Linked DNA regions of Zea mays: region 2 is linked to region 1. Evidence: chromatin contacts called from public Hi-C data. All regions are on one chromosome and are shown on one strand. Each heading gives the region's core, a stretch centred on a gene start, on an enhancer-like site or on the middle of the called end of the contact. The rest is flanking DNA. Distances are from core to core; before and after follow the strand shown.

Region 1 (6,997 bases), core at 2,852-5,351:
TGTCCGGTGCACCAGGGCACTTGAAGCTGAACTCGCTACCTTCGGGAAATTCAGAGGGCGCTCCGCTATAATTCACCGGACTGTCCGGTGAGTCACCGGACAGTGTCTGGTGCACACCGGACTGTCCGGTGTGCCAGCGGAGCAACGGCTACTTCGCGCGCAACGGTCGTCTGCAACCGCATTCAATGCGCTACAGTGCGCGCAGAAGTCAGAGCACACGCGGGTGGCGCACCGGACAGTCTACAGGACCTGTCCGGTGCACCACCGGACAGCCCAAAGGCCTCACAAGTCAGAGCTCCAACGGTCGAACCCCAACGACTTGCTGACGTGGCTGGCGCACCGGACAGTGTCCGGTGGCGCACCAGACTGTCCAGTGCGCCATGCGACAGCAGTCTTCCAACAGCCATTTTTGGTGGTTGGGGCTATAAATACCCCAACCACCCCACATTCAATGGCATCCAAGTTTCTACACTTCTACACCTTACAAGAGCTATAGCATTCATTACAAGACACACCAAAGAGATCAAATCCTCTCCCAACTCCACACAAAGCTTTAGTGATTAGAGAGAGAGATTTGTTGTGTTCATTTGAGCTCTTGCGCTTAGATTGCTTCTTTTCTTTCTCATTCCTCCTGTGTCATCTCAATTATAACCAAGGCAAGAGACACCAATTGTGTGGTGGTCCTTGCGGGGACTTGTTGTCCCGTTTGATTGAGAAGAGAAGCTCACTCGGTCTGAGGGACCGTTTGAGAGAGGGAAAGGGTTGAAAGAGACCCGGTCTTTGTGACCACCTCAACGGGGAGTAGGTTTGCAAGAACCGAACCTCGGTAAAACAAATCATCGTGTCTCGCTCTTTATTCCCTCACGATTTGTTTTGCGCCCTCTCTCTCGGACTCATTTATATTTCTAACGCTAACCCGACTTGTAGTTGTGCTTAAGTATATAAATTTCAGATTCGCCCTATTCACCCCCCTCTAGGCGACTTTCAGTTACATTTCCCGAGAGAGGCTTGTTCACCGGGTGCGCCAGCCTGAGCACCGGACGTTGTCCGGTGCACACCAGACAGTCTGGTGCACCGAGGCTAGTGCAAGTTTGGCTAGCCTTAGCCAAACTTCTCCATTTGAATTTCTCTCGATTTGATTAGTTTCCTAACACTTAGTAGAATATAGTTAGTACCAAAAACAATTTACTAAGTGCTAGAATCATACATTTGTTTCTCCAATATTGTAGAGTTTGCAGTTCATCCTTATAATTCTCAGTTTGCTTCGTCTTTGACTCTTAGCTCATAATCACAATTGTATGTTAGATCAAGGTGATGTGTTAGGCACTTAATCACCAAAACACATAGAAATGGTCTAAGGGCACATTTCCCTTTCAACAACAAACATACAAAAGCGGAGAGTCATAACAGAGAGTATTATGCATATATTACAACAAAAGGCCATGACTCTCCCAACTTACTCCCCCTAGCTCTCACAATTCTCATCTCTCCCTCTTTGGCAACAAGCACCAAAAGGGACGTCCTAACCTAGAGACCATAAGACGAAGGAGGGACAGGCGCATCAGCTCGAGGGCGAGCAGTCAGAGCAAAGGCTAGAAGGGGTTGGAGTAAAGTCTCGGATCTAGGATCTACGGTAGAGGCTAGAGCTGGTGCTGACTCTAACGCTGGCTACGATGCCTGAGCTACTGGCGTTGGAGCTAGAATTGTGACGGTCGCTGCAAGGGTAACAATAGCTGATACCGGTGGCCCTGGTGGTTGAGCACTTATAGCTCCGACGACCTGAGTCGAGAAGTCCAGAGTGACATGTCGGATTGGAGAGAACGTCGAACCAAAAGTTTGGAGATGTGGTCCGAACTGAATCGCTGGTACCATTGAAGTCTGGAGAGCTGGAGGCGGAGCAGGCTACACTAGAGGCACGAGAACACCGTTGTGCTGAAGGATGTGAGTCATGAAGGCCTAGTGCTCCGCCCTTTCTAACAAGAGCTACTGCTAAAGAGTGTCCTGGCGGTCTTGAATCGTCTGAAACATTGAGAGCATCCGCTCGGACATCTGCTGCTGAATGGCTTCCTGACGTGTCTGCTCAACTGCCAAGTGAGCTTGCTGCTGGGTCAAGGACTGTATTATAGCTGTTAGGGCTGGATATATGGCAGGAGGTGTAGAGGGAGGAGCAGCACTGGAACCACCGGCCTCGTGATCATGGGTGCGAGGTGGCAAAGGAGGTGGTGGAATTCCTAGGTCCTCGTCATCAGAGTCCAAAGAAGTATCAACAACCGTGGCCTGGTCCTCAAGCTGGCGGATCACCTTGTCCTCATTTCGATGCTCAGGGGCCAAAGGATCCAAAGGAGCATTCACGGGAATCGTATCCTCGGGTGCCGGGCGGTAGAAACCAAACTTCAGTCTGGTGGAGTCAAGTTCGGCCTGGAACTGAGGTGGCCGGATCAGCTGCGCGAAGATGTGGCAGAGGTAGTGCGCATAGGGCAGCTGACGCCGAGCACGGAGGCTATCCAACAATGTGTCTTCTATCTCGTAGATCAGGAAGTCTACAACGTCGAACATAGAGTGAGATACCAGAGCACCTAGGAGCCAAAGCTGAATGTGAGTGGTAGCCTCTCTGTATCCCATCCATGGTAACAGGGTGCGTCTCATCAACTCATAGAGGAACTTCACCGCTAAGGTGAAGTCTACAGGAGAGCACCGTGAGTTATCTATGAAGGGTGGCCTGAAGAGTGTTGCGACGTGAGCGGTATTAGGAGCAACTCCACCGTGAGGGCGATGAGGAGGGTCTGAGTTACCATAACAAAGACTGTGGAGCCTCGTCGACGACTTAGGGAATCCAAAGAGCTCTAAGATTTGAGTAGTATGGATAGTGACGTACTCATGCTCGAAGCGAAACTTCATCCACTGATGGCCGGAGTCAATCTAAACAATAGCATAAAATACTCTGGCCTACTCCTCTTTGTATCGACCAAAAGTCAGCAATGAGTACAGAACTGGTAGGTATGTGATGTGGCCCTCAACCTCTGTACCAGCTACTGAATGGAAAGCTGTCAGGTTAATCGACGGTGAGCCCTCAAGGCGATCTGAGCTGTCAGCTGGGTGCGGTAGAAGGACTCCTGAGTTTGGATACTGAAGAGAGGAGCTACGACATGATCTCTCTGAGTTGGAAACCTGGACTCCACTGGCACGTGTCTAAACCGGCAAACTCTGACAGCAGTGGCTCTCTAAAGGTCAAACAGTCGAGGATCCTCAGCAAGTAATCGCACCTCTATCTCGTCGCTCTCTCGGAAATGAGGTAGGAACCGGTGGAGCGGTAGAGGGAACGAGAGTTGTGGAAGTAGGTGTGGTAGAGGCTGTAAGCATGATTAGAGCAACTCCAAGAGAGCTAAAAAGCCCCAAAACGATTTTTTAAAGAAAAAAGACAAAATCTTCTCTCCAACAGACTGCCAATACTTCCCCAATTTTTTCGTCTCCCCTGTATCAGCAGCCTTCCTCCCGCAAATTTGAGTGAAACAAAAATCCCCCAAACCATCCGTGCACACATATCCTAATCCTTTCCCTCCACCTTAAGTCAGCTAATGGCAACAATTAGTACTTGCACGGTTTGTCACATGGTCACGGTGGTATGATTCGTACGAATCAGGTGGTGTGCAGGGAGAAGCAAGCTTCTGGAGCTTCTCACGTGTGGCACTTTCTTGTGGATATGGCGTCGACGGTTGCGCCATGTAGAATAATTCGTAGGAGGAAGGCCCATTTACCAGAAACCTATAGGCCGACGCAAAGAGGATTAGAAGGAGGTGATTTCTTTTTAATTTGGTGTAATTTTCTTTTCAGCATTTGTTTAATTGGAGTATACACTATAATTTATCCCTAAAAACTTTTATACTATCACTAAAAAATATTTTTTGGGACGACATTTTAGCTTTCTTTTGGATAGCCTTATTGTACCGGCCTGACAGTACCTGAAATAATGTCTGAACCAGTGAATCGACATAACTGGTGGAGCCCACCTGTCAGCCGCACTTAATTTGAATTTCGCTGCCAAACGACGCGGATCTCCAGCAGTGCCCAAAAGCATTTTCTCCACGCTGCTGTCTCTCTCCTGACTCCCTCGTGGCTCGTCCCATTCCCGCACCATCTCGACAAACCACACCAACTGTCATCGGACGGCCCAAAACTGTGCCGCGTGTTCCGTTCAACGGCTATTTCAGCCCGCAGAACGCACATCAGAAGGGTAAAGCCACGAACCCCCCGGTCCGCGCCTGCGCCGCCTTCCCTCTCCTGCCTTCTCCGCTTCAAATTTGCGTAGCGTTGATTTCACGCCCGGATCTCACAACGCTCAATCCAAACGCTAGCCGCAACCCTAACCCTAGCAACCGGTGAGTAATGGCGCGCCCTAGGGGCAAGAAGCGCACGGCGCCCCGGGCGGCCGCCACTGATTCTGTCCAGCCGGAGGCGGCGGCGACGGAGACAGCGGCGGCGGAGCCGGCAAATCGGGGGCGGTGGAAGCGCGTCAAGGCGCCGCCCAAGCCCAAGCCCGAGACGGATTACTTCGCCGAGAAAAGAAATCTGGTGAGTTGGTTTTGTAGGATGGCCTGGCTCGGGTTAGGTTGTTGGTATCCCCGAGTAGTTGTTTGGTCCTCATCTGATTAGCTCGCGGACGGCTTCACTCTCGATTCTAGCTCTAGCGTCAAGATTTGCAGTGCTTTGATTTGTCGAAAAAACTTGGGATGATGGCTCCATTCTGCAGCTGGTAATGCTCAAATGTGGCATTCCATGGTGATGTATTATTGTACTTGGGTTTTACTATTGGATTCTCCTCATCTGAGTAGGAAATCGGAACACACTACTGTGCTGTTAGGAATTAGTTATTCACGAATTTTTTCAAATATGTGTGCTTTGCGATGCAAGTGTGCAGTTTCATACGAACATTTTCTTCTGTCCGTTGGTTGTGGCTGATATATATGAGGTTTGAGAACCATTTTCGATTACCACCCCAAAAGGGTTTTAAGGTAAAAATTATAACATGATGGTCTATAAGCATTTCCTTACATGTTGGCTTGAACAGAACAGGTTTGTTTTTTGGGAAGTTACAATAGCAATTTAGATTGTGTTTGACTGCCCTGCATGATGATGTTGCTTACTTTACGTGCATTTTGAGTTTTTGACTAATGATTTGTTGCTATGTTCAGGAGGATCTATGGTTATCTGCTTTTCCTGTCGGTACTGAGGTTTGTTCCCATCCCTCCCTTCTTTCATTTGTAGTAGTGTGTATGTTAGAGATCCACATTTGGACATAGCTCACAGTTTTGTCCTAACAACTTATATACCTCGCAATATCATCTGCAGTGGGAAAACATTGATAAGATAAAGGAGTTCAACTGGAGCTTTGAAAATTTAGAGGTATGGCGATCGAAGTTAATCTTTTAATCCATTTTGCTTTTGAGTACTTAGTTCCACCTTCATAATGAATGTGGTTGTTATTGGTGAACAGAAAGCCTTAGAAGAAGGGGGCGAGCTTCATGGTAAAACAGTTTATCTGTTTGGAAGCACTGAGCGTAAGTGCACTTCGTTTTCAGCTAGTTTCTGGAGTTAATTTGCTGCCATTAGTCCTTGATGTATGTTTGTTAGTCTTTGTAATATTTTACACCAGTGCTATCTGGGCTAATTTTAATCTTAAACTTGAAGAGCTATTAGTTTAGTAATTTCGACAATTCTATCTGCGCAACACTACTTATGTGCTGGATTTATAAAGTAGATTTTAGTATAGGTCATCTGTTTCATTTGCTTACTAGTTTTATGAGCCTGCTGACTATTGTTCCATACAAGACTAATTGGCTCCTGCTGTCATGCAGCCCAACTATTGGATGTTAATGGCGAATCAAAGATAGTGCTTATTCCAATCGTAGTTGCTGTAAGTTCTTGTCTACCCTCTTGGCTGGACACCTATCCTGTGTGTATATTTATTCCATGATTTTGAGTCCCAAAACATGTTATTAGAAACACACCTATTGAAAACGCCCCCTGTAGTTCCACACCATCTTATGATGAACATCTAGCTCTTTTTCATGGGATAATTCTGTTTTTATTGAAAGTAAATAAGGTTCGCCGTACTTGTTGGGGATACCAGCTAGCCACTAGCCATAGAAGCAAACCACATAACTGCTGGACATGAAAATCTACTCATCTAGGTCATATCTATGCTAGGTAAACAAATTAGAAATCCTGTTTGTACTTTTGCATTAGCAAACAATTCATACCATCTTTGGTGGGTGTGTGTTTCCAATTTTTATTTAGTACTGTCGAACATTTGAAAGTAAAAAAAGTCTAGGGACTTAATCTAATTTGTTCACTGATATTACCAATGGGACTATATTTTGGTAGTAGATTTAATACCTTATAAATCATTTTTGTTCTTTAATAATATTGGTGATGTCCACATAAAAGTTTTTGGCTGGTGATATTTTCCTTCTCATTAGTGTTTTGACTCTAAATTGCTGTGACAAGTATTGCTTTTTACATATGTATTTATGATGGCTCAATGGGTCAAATATAGTCTCTGGGTGGTGTGGGTCTCATTTGACACTTGAACTCTTTTATTTGCAGGTAGACTGCCCTTTCCCTCCATCAGACAAAATTGGCATAAACTCTGTCCAAAGGGAAAATGAGGAAATAGTGCCAATGAAGGCGATGAAGATGGCATGGGTGCCTTATGTTCCCCTTGAGGACCGGTACTTCTGTATTATCGTGTTGAACATTATTTGCTACTTATTGATTTTTCTCTTAAGTCATTGCAACTCAATTTTCTACCTCGGCTTTGCTTTGTCTTTAGGCTTAGCAGGATTGACAGTTTGAAAACAAAAATATTCACTCTCGGATGCACGCAGCGGAGGTTGGTAATATGAATTCATGCTTCTGGAATTTCATGCTTTAGTTTTGTATTTGTGCTCATCCATTGTTGTGTTATATTTCCTTTTTAAGCACTGCTGTTGTTACCACT
Region 2 (6,997 bases), core at 3,042-5,541, 180 kb before region 1:
CACGATCCAAATGTTTCTTCACAATTTGTTGGAGCCCTTAATTAATTTTAGTTCAAAAGCGAATAGACATAGAGCCCAATCCTAATCCGACCTGATCCTTAAATTTATAGTGTAAAATTTAGAGCTCATTACCACCCCTAGGTGCACAACAAACTACAGGCCAAAACAACAGGTCAACATATTATGCAATTGGTCACACATATGACCAACTGCTGAATAACATATTATGCTTTCAGTGTTGAAGGATCTCTCAATAACAGTTATCCTCCTGCTATTCCACATTTCTTAAAACTGTTTCCGAAACAAGTACTAACCCACTTGGCTGTGAAGAACAAGAACCTAATGTTTACTTCTAACTCAATCAATGTGTTAACCAACAGAGAAGCAGAGAGCACACAAGAAGGAAGATGCATAAGAACATCAAGTTAGAAGGTAAATACCAAACAGATGTTAGATGCACACATTAGTTCAAGTTCCGAATTTGTTGTGGACATATCTCACAATTAATTCACCTATATACATTGGCAGTGAAAATAAGTTCAGAAAAGCACTCCAGTGATAGCTATGAACTCAAATTTATTTCTTGTAGTTGAAATGGCAACTAGAAAACATCCATTCAAAAAATATCTCACGTAGGTTATTTCTTGATATAATTTTCGTTTTCAACTTTGTAATATGGGAGCAACTGCTCTGACAATGCTGTGTGCACAAGCACATCGAAATTAAACATATCACATTAACACTAAGTCTGTTCACATAAATAGTTATAAGATATCATCCATTTCATGCACCTGATTTTTCAGTAAAGAACTCCCTCGTTCATTAGTTTCTAGTTAGCAACACGTCACTTGCAGCAATTGGCTTTTGATATATTACCTTCTAAGTTGTATTAATGTCATTGATTTCCTGATAAAAGCAAAAGGCTTCCTTCCCCTGCGCTTCTTTCGTCTCTTGCAAACAAAATGCAAAGATCAAAAGAAAAGGCACAAGGAGCATGAAGAAAACTAATAATGATGATGTTTTATTTAAATTTAAATCCGACACACTGGGGATTGTTTACAACGTACCAATCTGGAATATTTTACATACAGAAGTTCCAAAGGTGAAACTGGTGTACCCATTCAAAGCCAACATGTCACACCTTACGATGAAGACGGTTTATATTTGCTTTTATGATCAATCTGGATGGAGTGTTAATCCTGCAACAAAATTTCTATGATGGGCCACAAGGAGAAACCTTATCCACTCAAACCGGCACCAAGCCTGCTAAAGAACACTATCAGTCGCTGCTAGACACCGAGAAGATGTGATACTTCATGTCCATGGCACCTCACCTCAGAAGACATCTGACCTCGTGGATTCAGGGTGAAGCATAACAGTTAGTACGGACAGGAATCCAATCAAGTACTCTTAGTTCAGCCAAAAAGCCCACGGTTGCCTATGTTCCCTTGCAGTTCTTTCAGACGTTGCTCTTCCAGAGGATCAGGACTCTTCAGATAACGTTTGGTACGCCTGTGTAATTTCAAATTATATATGGAAATCAATTTTGCATTTATGAAATAGAACAACGTAGCATTGGACCAGAGTGAAAGGAGATGGTTAAAAAAATACCTGTCAAGTTCATTAAGAGCAGGAAATGTTGGCATGAAGTCTTTTGATTTAGGCAGAGGAACTTCAGAGAACCATTTGTGTTTCAGAGCATCGTCTGCTGATATGCGCTGTACAAGAGAAACAAGTGTGCTCAGACTGGTACGAATGATGATAATAAGAATATCAAATGCCGATTTGAGAGTAAAAGTTGCACCTTATCAGGATCATAAGTTAGCAGTCTATTCAATAGATCAAAACCAGCTTCAGACAGGATTGGTCGCCCAGAAAAAGATGCAGCTGGGAACTTATCCCTTAGCCTATTATACCTGACAATAAAAACAAAAAAAACTGTCAGACAAAATTGACACTCAGTAAAACAAGAAAAGTATAAATAGTACTATGGTAGAGACACTTACGGTTGTTTGACAAAATTTACTTTCACGCCTGGTAATTTAGCATAGCCAGGCCAAATCTTCTCGCTAGGTGTGCCAAGTGTTCTAAAAATCTGCCAAAGAAGTAGCTTCAACATGAGATATCATCAACAAAAGTTTATATCAAGACCTGCAGAAATAAGAGTTCAGAGCAATTTGCATACCTTATCTAGCTGTTCAAACTCTGTTTTTCCATTAAATAATGGTTCTTTGGCAAGGAGCTCAGCCATTATACAGCCCACGGACCACATATCAATAGCAGTAGAATACTCCTTTGTTCCTAACAACAGTTCTGGGGCCCTGTAGCCACAAGGAGCAAGAAAGGTGAGTCCTTGGTTGACCAAACAGAACTCTCAACTGAATAACTTTAGAAGAAAACCAAAACACTGCTGAGGAATCTGATGTTGTCCGATGACCTACCTGTACCACAAAGTCACAACCAGTTGAGTATAAGGTTTTAATGGGCTCCCATATTGACGAGACAGTCCAAAATCACATATTTTTAACTCACCACGGTTATTCAGCAAAAGATTTGAGGTCTTCAGATCCCTGTAGAAAAGATGGCCATCTATCAACAACATAAAAAACAGATTCAAGATTATATGTGAACAGAAAAAGGTAAAAAAAGATAATTACCTATGGAGTACCCAATTGTCATGTAGATATTTTACACCCTCTAGCAGCTGAAGCATCAAACATTTGACCTCGCTTTGTGTATATGGTTGTTTCATGGTCTCCATGACACCTTTAAGATCATGTTCCATGTACTCCATAACCATAAAAATGCTATCTAAACTACTTCCAACTACTACTTCCTTAACATCCACGATTGAAGGATGGTGGAAAGACAAGAGGATATTTATTTCCCTAAGAGAGGTTAATGGGAAACCTTCTCGCTCCCTCTCCATCTTTACCTTCTTCAATGCAACAATCTCACTTGTCTTCTTATCCCTTGCTCTGTATACAACACCATATGTTCCCTCATTAATTTTGTTGAGCCTCTCAAACTCATCAACACTTCTGCAACCTTGAAGCATATTGATACACCTGTGTGGTGGCCTCTCTGGTTCAGGGGTTTCAGGCCTGCACATTTCATTGTCTGAGTCAGTATCCGACATACAGTTTTCTGTACCACTGTCACTAGCATGCTCCCTGTCAACATCCATATAGTCATCTTTATCGACCTCGGAATCTTCTTTCTCATCATTACCTATTTTCCCTGAATCAGATGACCTAGACATTGCCCTTCCTCCAGAGACTTCACCAGGTTCTGGGCTTGCTCGTTTCCACTGACCTGGTACAGAGGAGTCTGCAGGTGAAACACTTCTCTTCTTCATTGGAGCTGCCCCACCTTCCTCATCATCATTTGCACCCGCCCATCTTGAAGTCGATATGTTCCTCATTGTTGGACTTGGATAGTCCTCTTCCTGCTCTATCACCTTATTGACCTCATGTTCCGGCAACTGCTCAGCACTCTCTGTACCAACAGTAGTTTCTACATCCATAGGTGACTTCTCCACAGACAAGCTCAGTGGGATGTGGTCTTGTGGCAGCGGCGGCGGCGGAGGGAGCTCAGAAGGAACAGATTCTACCGATTTCTTGTCCCTGGCTGCACCAGAATGCGGTGGCTTTGGGCTATCCCTGTCCCAAATTATCGGTGAGAATTTCCTCTTCTTGATCGGTGACGAGATCCCAGTGCCTGCCACCATGTCGCCCTCCCTGCTAGAACTGCGCACGCCATTTTCCCTCCCTCTATCCGACCTCCCACCGGAGTCATCAGATGCGCTACCGCTCAGCACCTCGCCAGGCTCACGGTCACCAAGCCTTCCCGCGAGGCGGCTCCTGGGCGGGGGCGAACGTCGGCGACCGTGGCCGTTGGCAAAGTCTCTACCACCCCTGCTGCGCCCGCCATCGCGGCGGCGGTCCACGTCGCGGTGGCGGCCGCCGAGATGGTGGTGCTGCTCCTTGCTCCTCCTGGAGGCCTCCGCGTCGAGCTCCCGCTCCCTCTCCTCGTAGTCCCTGTAACCCCCATGGCGCCCAGCGGCCATGAGCGAATCGAACGAATCCGCAGCAGGAAAACCCTAGATCCGTACCAACAACCTGAAAAATATCGGCGTGATGCGGATCGTGGTGGGCTCGTTCTGGCCTTGGATCGAGCGGCCGCGTGGGCGCTGGTCGCCGGCCGTGCGGGGTGGTGGGCGAGGAGACAGCGGCGGCGAGAACGGTCGGGAAGGCAGCGGTGGAGGCTGGGTTGGGCGGCGAAGCGAATACAAGAGGAAGGGGGACGGAAGCGACTGCTGCTACCTGCTAGAGCGGCCGCTCAGCGTTTACGGGTCGGCTCTAGGATTTACCTTATCGGGCCTTCTGAGAACCCGCGGGCGTGGGTCCAGTAGTCCAGTAATGTCATTTAGCGACTAGTAGTTTAGAAACTCAAATAATTTATCTCTCAATCCACTTGAACATATGTGTTTTTTTTAATGGAAGACTGCCGTTAATTGCTCAGACAAATGCCCGACGATCAACAACGGGAGTTTTCGCATTTGTACCCAGACATGCAAGAAGCATAAGCAAATGGATAAAGATCAAACAAAAGATCCGAATAAAACAAGAACTCGAGTGCATCCCTAGTGCTTAGGTCTGTCTGGATTTCATATGCTAAACTTTATCATTGTGCTAAAGTTTAGCACGCCTTGAGAAACTAAATTGTTATTGGATGCTAAAGTTTAGCACTTAACTTTTCGTACCTTTTAACACTCCTATTTTAGCACTCATGTTTGATTGTAGTGCAATTTTAGCACCCCTATTTGAGTCTCCAAGTGCGAAGAGCATCCCTAAACTTTAGCATCGTGGATTCAAACAGACCTTTAGTGCTCCGCAGTGCAAAGAGCAAAATAATGAAGACTCGCCTTACCTTTGGGTGGTCATCGAAAATCTAACTTAATTTAGGACTAGTTTGGAAATTCAAATTCCCTCCGGGGTTGGAGGGGAATGAGAAAGAAATAAAGTAATTTTCCCTTCATTCCACTCCAATCCTGGAGTAGATTTGAGTTTCTAAAGTAGCCCTTAAACTTTTTGTGACCCACCTCAAAGGTGGGGCCCATAGCCTGCCCTCTTCGCATAGATCTAGTTTGGTTGTAGTGTCTAGGGTACACATACTTAGGGACGCTGACAGGTGTCCTCGGGGCAAGACGAGCCCATTATCTGTGACACTACTTCTAATGTAGTTAGAGCATGGGCCTTGTTGTTAAGTGCTAGGAGCCTCTAGCGCATTGACAAAGTGTCAATAAACACTTAAAGCATAAAGGTGTCTCTAGCCATAGTACACAGTCAATGCCGAGAGCCCTGGTCGTTAGCATGCCCTCCCACGAACACTTGGTATCTTAGAAGTCTCAAAGAGTCATTGATGGGTGTTGATAGCCCTTTGATGTTATCGTGCCCTCTCATGAATGCACAGGGGCCCAGATGAACCCTAGAGCTAGTGAATGCCAAGATCTCTCAGACACTATTAGGCTCTTTTGTGAACACTTAGGGCCCTAATGCAGATTAGAGCCATCAATGAATTTTGAGAGCCCTAATCGGTGTCGAGCCCTCCCATGAACATCCATGTCTCTAGACATTTAAGATCACCCTTAGTGAATGTTGTAAGCCCCTCATAACTGCTATAATTTCTCATGAATGCTCAAGACCTCTTATAGTGTCCGAGTCCCTAGTGAATGGCAGTAGAACTTGGCTTCTACCAAATCCCGCACCAACTCGGACCCAAAAGTAGGAGAGGCTATAGCTCTTAAGAGTGAGCTGAGTGAGCCCATGGAGGTGGAGATATAGTCTATGGGTGCCCCCAAAGTCCAAGACAGTTGCCCCTCTAGGCATCGGTCCCCTTGAGCCAGGCCCTCTCACCATGCTACTCGTTGAATCTAGTGACTAGTCAACTTTGTTAATGGAGTTCCCTGTGATGCCAAGACTAGGTACCCCATAGATTTAGAAAGTGTTCTACATGGTCCTCGTTGTGTCTTGAAAACTCCAACACTATTTTTGGGCACATACAATCTCAGTGGTAGCGTCTTTTCTATTGAACGGTGCTACACAATCAGCATGCTACGGGATGCATAACATAGTAGGTGACTGTGTAGGAAACGATGATGCCTAAGAGGGGGTGAATTATGACTTCTAAAAACTCTTTCTAAACTAGGCCACAATTAAATAGGAGCAAAACCTATGCAAATAAACAATCTAGATTGTGTAAACTAGGTTTTGTCTAAGTGTTGTTATCTCTATCGTAAAGGCTAAATTTCAATCTAAACAATCTACTAAAAAGACAAGATTGAAACTTAAATACTTAATGTAAATGTAGAAGGTAAAGAGCATTGTAGAGAAGCAAACTCTCGTGGATGACGTTGATATTTTTACTGGGGTATTCGAGACCACGCAAAGTTCCGACTAATCCTCGTCAGTGCCCCTACGCAAAGGGTAGCCCACGCGAGGGCCAAGCACCTCGGTCGAGTAACTTCGTAGAGAGTCGTGGACCTTCTCCACGTGCAAGTGGTGCTCCGCTTCCGGCTCCTCTCGGACGCTCCCCGTCGTCTCCACTATCGAGCTTCTGGCTAAAACGTTGTGAGCCTCGTTCCCTCCGGTACACGGTGGCAGCCGTGACACAAACTCGGTTGTCACGGTCTCGCAAGACTCTCGCCCCACTCGGTACAATTACAACGGCTCACGTGTAACACCCCTGGTGTTTAGCATACTCATCCATGGCATGTGCATCATAATGGCATTATCATGAGCATCATCAATCATATTATCACTTCCATTGAAACCTTAAATTGCCACAGATAGTTGTGAAATGAACCCTTGCTTGTACAAGTAGAAAGAACTAGTTCTCTTAGACTTAGACTATCTTAGAGTGAGTGTGAGTAACCTCACTTAATTAATTTGGATTGATAATGGTTAGTCTACCAACTCTTGAGTTCATGTAATGA

The links. A called contact is a pair of places that touch in the nucleus more often than the background predicts.
Region 2: a Hi-C map of tassel shows a contact between it and region 1, with 3 times the contacts expected there. The contact joins the promoter of LOC100501339 here to the promoter of LOC100283477 in region 1. A contact is called at or near these places in 5 of 25 Hi-C or Micro-C datasets (bundle sheath, ear, leaf and 1 more) and 1 of 3 datasets of contacts at active chromatin or transcription factors (seedling).

What each region holds. Positions count from the first base shown.
Region 1 is chr2:36,527,475-36,534,471 of Zm-B73-REFERENCE-NAM-5.0, reverse strand. LOC100283477 (ATP/GTP binding protein) reads left to right here and starts at 4,101. Exons shown (of 14, transcript NM_001156377.2): 1 at 4,101-4,569; 2 at 5,190-5,228; 3 at 5,347-5,400; 4 at 5,492-5,555; 5 at 5,853-5,911; 6 at 6,604-6,728; 7 at 6,830-6,889. The coding sequence starts at 4,384.
Region 2 is chr2:36,710,813-36,717,809 of Zm-B73-REFERENCE-NAM-5.0, reverse strand. It overlaps LOC100501339, which reads right to left and starts at 4,291. Exons shown (of 7, transcript NM_001397835.1): 1 at 2,658-4,291; 2 at 2,442-2,570; 3 at 2,186-2,321; 4 at 2,007-2,095; 5 at 1,805-1,916; 6 at 1,612-1,718; 7 at 877-1,512. The coding sequence starts at 4,069. The coding sequence ends at 1,416.